2 separate regions of the Siniperca chuatsi genome follow, and region 1 is linked to region 2. A link is a contact called in public Hi-C data. All regions are on one chromosome and are shown on one strand. Each heading gives the region's core, a stretch centred on a gene start, on an enhancer-like site or on the middle of the called end of the contact. The rest is flanking DNA. Distances are from core to core; before and after follow the strand shown.

Region 1 (3,367 bases), core at 591-3,090, 130 kb before region 2:
ATGTAAATTATGTGCTCAACCCAACACACACACACCCACAGATTTATGAGAGGCCAGATGTGTTAATGCACTGAGAGTCTTGTTAACAAATGCTTAAAAAATGTACATGTTTTTCCCATGCCGGTAATTTGTTGCCACATATTGACATTGCAAAGTTTACAGGGAACCTATGTAACGTTGACCACAAGTGGTAATTATGAAATGCTAAATGCTAAAACAAAGTGTAACAGTAGCACAAGTAGAGAAGAGTAACACTATAAAAACAGAGACCTGACTCTTAGCTAACATTAGCCACCATTAGCTACTGGTCATACCAGACCAAGTAAGGCTGTAGCTGTGTAGTGTAATGAATTGAACAAAGGTGCGTTTTATTTCTCGTGAATTCAACTTTTTATCTGTAAGAGGAGGAATGTGTTATTTCTGTGTTTAATTGTGATTGTGCAGTACTCTAACTATACAATTATCAAATTATATGTGAACATACATTATCTTAGTGTCAGAATAACACATCTGACACAAGTGTTGTCCCTGACTTTAACATACGTGTTCAAATTGAACATGTTAACCAGGGATATGAGCAGACAGACATGTACATCGGTGGTGAAATGCGCATGTGTGAAATATACAGAGTGCTGTTTTGAGAAGACACCTGTTTTAGAGAAACATTTAGTTTTATCTTTTCAGACTCCTGGTTGTTCTGTTCTGTGGACTCAAACAGAACTCGTCCATCTGTGAAACTGTTTCTGTTGCTCCTGCTGGTTTCAGCCTCTTGGCCTCGAGCCGACGTCCTGTTTACAGAGCAGGTTGTGTTCGCGGATGCATTGTTGGCGCAACCACCCTGCTGAACTTTTGTTCCCATGTGTTGCCTCGCTGACTGCAGCAGCAGTGGCGGTCAGGAAGAGAAGCAAAGCCCGCCAAACTTCAGCAGCCAATCAGGAGCTGAGGAGGGAGGGACAGAGCGAGCAGCAGGGAAATACAGCATCTGGGAGAGAGAGAGTGTCTGGGTGGTCGCACACTGCAAAAAATGACACAGGGCAGGTCATTTTATGTCAGGCTACAACGTTTTTACTTGCTTTTTCTACATAATTCTGCAATATCACAAATGATTGACAATATTTCATGAAGTTTTGATTGCTTATACTGTATTACTGTATGTAGAAATTAGTTTTCTAAATTGCACTATTTATTATAATCTAACTTTTTCCCTCTGTTTAGTTTTTTGAAAAACAAACTCTTAGACAATTTTGTCATGTTTCTTGCTTCAGTAATATCATTAAACATCACAAATAAATTAAATTAAATTCTCTTTGACAGGTCCTAAAGCATGTATAGTACTACTGACATGCCAAATAATGCCATTTATGAGTTGCTTAACTTATTCTGAAAATAACAATGACCTATATGACATGCCTAGTTAAGACTATGACATAAGGATGTAAATAAAAGGAGTGAAATCCAACCAAAAAGAAGTCTAGGCTTTAAAGGACTTAAACCTGTAACCTTTGACCTTGCATGTTGACTTTGTCCATCAACTGAATTCACCTGCTTCTATAAAGGAGTTATTGATTATTTATTTGGTTTGAAGGCCTTTTAAATTGATTGCTATAGTTTAGCTATAATTCAGCTTTGGTTTGAGATTGATTTGTTGAGATCAATTCCAACTACTCCACTTCCATCTGAACTCCAAAAGGGACTTTGTGTTCCCTACGTCTTGAGTGCATGCTGGGAAGGATCGAACCCTGCCACCTGCTGACAAACAAACAAATACACACGCTCACACAAAGACTGTGTGTCCAGGACAAAACTACAGTCCACACTCATCACTTTTCACAGTGTGTGTGTGTGTGTGTGTTTTCCCACCACTGAGAAGTTTCTGGAGTTGTGCCAAAAATACTTTCCACTGAGAGAGAGAGAGGAAGAGAGAGAGAGAGAGAGAGAGAGAGAGAGAGAGAGAGAGAGAGAGAGAGAGAGAGAGAGAGGGAGGAAGGAGACAGAAAGTCTTTCATTCACAAATCTGAACAGGCTCCTAGTACTCACTGGACCTGCCTCTCTGTGTGTGTGCATGTGTGTGTGTGTTCATTTTGCCTTTTTGAAAAAATGCTTATGGAGTTTCGCCCGCAAGTAAAACCGTGAGATGCTTTAGATGTGTGAGAGGTTGTGTGTGTGTGTGTAGATGAGAGTGAAGGCGTGACTGCAGCAGCACATAACAGAAGTTTTATTACAAATACTTCTACACACACACACACACACACACACACACACACACACACACACACACACACACACACACAGTCAGTTCAAGTCAGGATAATGATTAAAAGGACCACTCAGCAGACACACTGAAGTCAGACACACTCCAGTCCAGTCATCACTGCCTAAACAAAACAAATAATGGCTTGAAGAAAAGTGTCCTCTCACAGGCTGCTTCACTGATGGATTTAAAAAGTTGTTAGGAAAAGAAATCCAGATAAAAACATCACCTCGTGTTGATCTTCTGGGTTCATTTATTCATGTGGCTGAAGGTGTTTTGGGGAAATACAGACATTGCTGATTTTTTAAGGACTGAGGATTTTAAAACTTATGTTGCTGTTGAAGTCTTAATTAATGAAGTTAGTGAAGCTGAGGGACACTTACCCCTTCCTCTCACTTGTGGACCCTTTAATACTGTACATGTATATAATCACACCACTATGTCACTGTTGCCTTGTAATTTTGACTTTAATTGCTCATGTGCTAGTTTCTATTTTTATTTCTATTTCTATTCTTATTTTTATACTTCTAATTATTTATTTTTACTTCCTCCTTTATTTATCTCTCACTTATTTCTGTCCTTGTGCTGCTGCAACACCTGAACTTCCCATCTGGAGATCAATAAAGGTTTATCTTATCTTATCTTGTGTTCTCATCAATGAGGGTCTCTGGGGTCTCGAACACCTAGGACCCCCTGACAACATGACAATCACATTTTTGGGAGGCTTCAAAAATTCAGCAAATTATTTTCTATTTCTCTGTGTTGTAAAGTTTATTTTCATGTTGAAATGTTGGAGCAGCACAGAAACAGACAGCTAATGTTGGGGTTGCAGCTGCTGATGTTACAGGTGTCGTCGCTTATAGTTGTGCAAACTGGCTTATTAAGATATTTAAAGGAAAAGTTTGACATTTTGGGAAATACGCTTATCTGCTTTCATGCAGAGAGTTAGATGTCTGTACACTAAGTATGCAGCTTCAGCCAGCAGCCAGCTAAGTTAGCTTAGCATAAAGACTGGAAAGAGGTCGAAACAGCTGGCCTGGCTCTGTCCAACGGGAACAAAATCTGCCAACCAGCATCTCTAAATCTCACTAATTTACATTTGGTATCTTGTTTGTT
Region 2 (3,303 bases), core at 286-2,785:
CTGACCACCAGAGACAGTATGCAATACCTGAATTTGCATCTCTAGCGTTCATCCAGTATTCGTAGAACTACTCCTGTTCTCCTCACACTGATTGTGACTGACTGAGTTGTTTGCTTCTTTTTCCCCCATCATTTCGATGTGCTGTTCTGATTAATTACCACAAAGTGAACATACGATGTGATGATTCCAGCCCGTCCTCACCAGAAAAATGGCCGTATAGGTCGTATGTGCAAGCAGCTTATTAAGACCCATATTTACGTTCATTGTTAGGTGGGGTTCTCTAGTGGCCATGGTAATTTTGATCTAATCCTAACCCCCAAACAAACACAGGACATTCACCCAGGAGCCCGGGGTTCGTGTCCCGCGTGAAACCAAGTACGTGACTTACGTCATGTCCATCACGCCACTTACGTAACGTAACATACTTATTTTAACCCAATCCATGATCTTTTCCTAAACCTAACCAAGTAGTTTTGTTGCCGAAACCTAACCAAACTGTGACCGTTTCATAACGTTAACCACATGTTTAACGTCACGCCTGTTTTGGGGAACAGTCATATGTGTCATTTTGGGAGTTGGCAATCGACCTTTTCTGTTGTTTAGGTATGAGGACTTATTGGATGATTCATCAATCAGTGTCACCGGCTGAGGTGAATCAGGCAGAATGTGACACATTTGTTAGAAGATGGTATAAACACCTTCCTCAATTATTAAATATGTGGTCTTTGCTGTGTGTAGTACCTCTGCTTCTACCCTTAAGGGATAATATATTTGATAAAAATGTAATGATTTCGTCTGAAGTTAACATGAGCAGGCTTGTTCTCTGGGGAGGCATCTCTGCTATAATATGCTGCATGAAACTGAGGTCAGTCTGTTTGAGTTCAGTTTTCAGTGACACCATCATCCAAGTTGTTGAATACAGTATTTACTGCAGGAAACCACAGGGGCTGTAAACTGAAACACTCAGTGGACCAAAGCTGAAGTGACTCTTTGAGCCTGTGAAGAGTTTCACTGCAGCTTTACAGAAATATTAAACTCACAACTGCATCCCTCAAATCCAGAGTCTGACAATGAAATATGGACTCTGACTGCTCCCTGCTGCTGCAGACAGCCTTATACAGAGCTCTTTAAACACACACACACACACACTGTGCAGAGTCAGGCTGACACAGCTGACGTGGCATCCACAAGGCACGTGGAATGATGTGTAGAGAGAAAAAAAACGCTGAGAGCTTTTTGGCTAGAGGGATTTCAAGGGGAGGTCCACCTACACCACAAGCTCTCTCTCTCTCTCTCTCTCTCTCTCTCTCTCTCTCTCTCTTCTCACACACACACACACACACACACACACACACACACACACACACACACACACACACACACACACTACAGTGAACACATAAGCATGGAGACAAGCACATTCACAGGCAAAAATGTACACATACACAAACTAATTCACTTCCTGTTCCTGGTAAAATTATGAAATGAAACTCAGACTGTTGCAGCTGTTGCTCAGCAGGCTGAAGTTTCTCACATACACACAGATGTACGCATTGTCATTAATACATACATACATACTTTTACACATCTACAAGCATCAACACGCAGAGATACAAGTAAAATTCAGGTGAACATACATTTCTAAACACAAGTGGGAAAAAAAGGAAGTACCTCTCCACCTCCGCACACACCTGGGGTTCAGTTCCAGCTAGAGCTACCTCCGGCTTGATTGCGCAAATCAGTGAACACAAATTGGACGTGTTCACGTGTGGGAAGAGATAATGTCCTTGTTGCAGTACGAGTGACTCCTCCTGGTTGGTTGGAACACCTGCACAGCATGAACCTCCAACATGTTATGACCTCCAAGTGAAGCGTGTCACTGGCAAGTGAAAAGAAGCAGCTGGAAAAAAATGTGAGGCAGAGGTAGAACATGTCTGCAGCCTCCACAGGACAACAGGAGAGTCATGCCGGGATCAGACTACATGACATTAGCCTGATAATAAATAGCTTAATTGAATAACAAGTTAAATTTGTGATCCGTAGATTTTGTTTTAATAGATGGACTAGTCATTTCAGCACAATATCCACTGGACTGATCTGAAGAGAGAAACTGTGGTTTATGTCTCCACAGTCAGACAGAAGAGACTGATGCCATGCTTCTTAAATCTTCATTCATGCTTGTCATTATTTTCTCTACCTTTAATTAACCACTGAGATCAGTCAGGGACAATTTCCTATTTACAGTGATGATCTGACCAACACACCCACCCACACACCCACACACAGCTCCCTTGACTTTAATTTCGCTTCTCTGTATTTGTTGGAGAAGCTCATAATAATTAAATCACCATAAAAATGTCCACATCCCAAAACACTGATGGTACAAGCTACCGTGAATGAGTAGGTCAAAGATCAGAGGAGGGAAGAGGAAATATTCATTCATAAATGTAAGACACTAGTCAGGTTTACTCAGTGTTTCACAAGAATAACGCATACTATAGCTGATACTGATAATACTTTTCTCTGGCAGAGTTATGTTGATTTGATCCCAGCTGCGTACGTTTGTAGATAAAAAAAAAACAAGATTATTATCACTTGATTATAAAGTAAATCACAAGCATACTTCTCAACACTGATGTGAGCTTTTCAAATCATTAGGCCGGTTAACCCTTTAACATCCATTCCCCTATTTCGGTAGTGGTCCGCCTACAAATTAAAGCAAATGTTCTGTTCTTGATCATTTAATTGTTGTGGTTTTCAAGAATATTGTTGGACTGCCAGACTGCTTTGAAGGCAGGGACATACCACACAGATTCAGTTGTGTTATTTTTATAATGTGACCAAAATTATCTATCTATTCATGTATTACTTTTTCATATTCATGTGACTTTTCACAGCACTGGCAGTCTGTGAAAGGTCTAGTGTTAGTGTCCTGCGGGCAAAGGGTGGTAGTTAAAGTGGGAGATAAGAGGTTGATCAGTTGCAAGCACTCTGGAAAGTTTAAGGGAGTTTGCCCGCTTACTGTGTTTTTTGGACCTAGAGAAGGCTCATAACGTTGTCCCCCAAAGTGTCTTGTGGCGTGTGCTGTGGAAATACAGGGTGCCAGGACCATTGCTACGAGCCATCCGGTCTTTGGATTATATTTTGTCACCAGTTCTGTTGATTTTGATGGACAGAATCAGGCCCAGAAATGTTTACATTTTTTAAAAAGTCCAGCGGGAGCCATGGGGGTTGTGGAGAGAATGTTTCCCAACTTCCTGCGGTACAGAGTAGTAGCTTCCATCTATTAAATGCATATTTCTG

The links. Hi-C and Micro-C count contacts between places; a contact is called where the count stands out from the background.
Region 1: a contact with region 2 is called in a Hi-C map of an unstated tissue, with 4 times the contacts expected there. The contact joins two enhancer-like sites. A contact is called at or near these places in 2 of 3 Hi-C or Micro-C datasets (skeletal muscle and an unstated tissue).

What each region holds. Positions count from the first base shown.
Region 1 is chrLG2:5,821,759-5,825,125 of ASM2008510v1, reverse strand. No RefSeq gene overlaps it. Among protein-coding and RNA genes, the nearest start is that of LOC122882560, 19 kb to the left of the region's middle. Within about 2 kb of position 1,840, the one cell type or tissue checked has an H3K27ac peak away from gene starts, as active enhancers do.
Region 2 is chrLG2:5,694,038-5,697,340 of ASM2008510v1, reverse strand. It overlaps LOC122882501 (a long non-coding RNA gene), which reads right to left. Exons shown (of 4, transcript XR_006379383.1): 2 at 1,672-1,879. Among protein-coding and RNA genes, the nearest start is that of LOC122882501, 3.5 kb to the right of the region's middle. Within about 2 kb of position 1,535, the one cell type or tissue checked has an H3K27ac peak away from gene starts, as active enhancers do.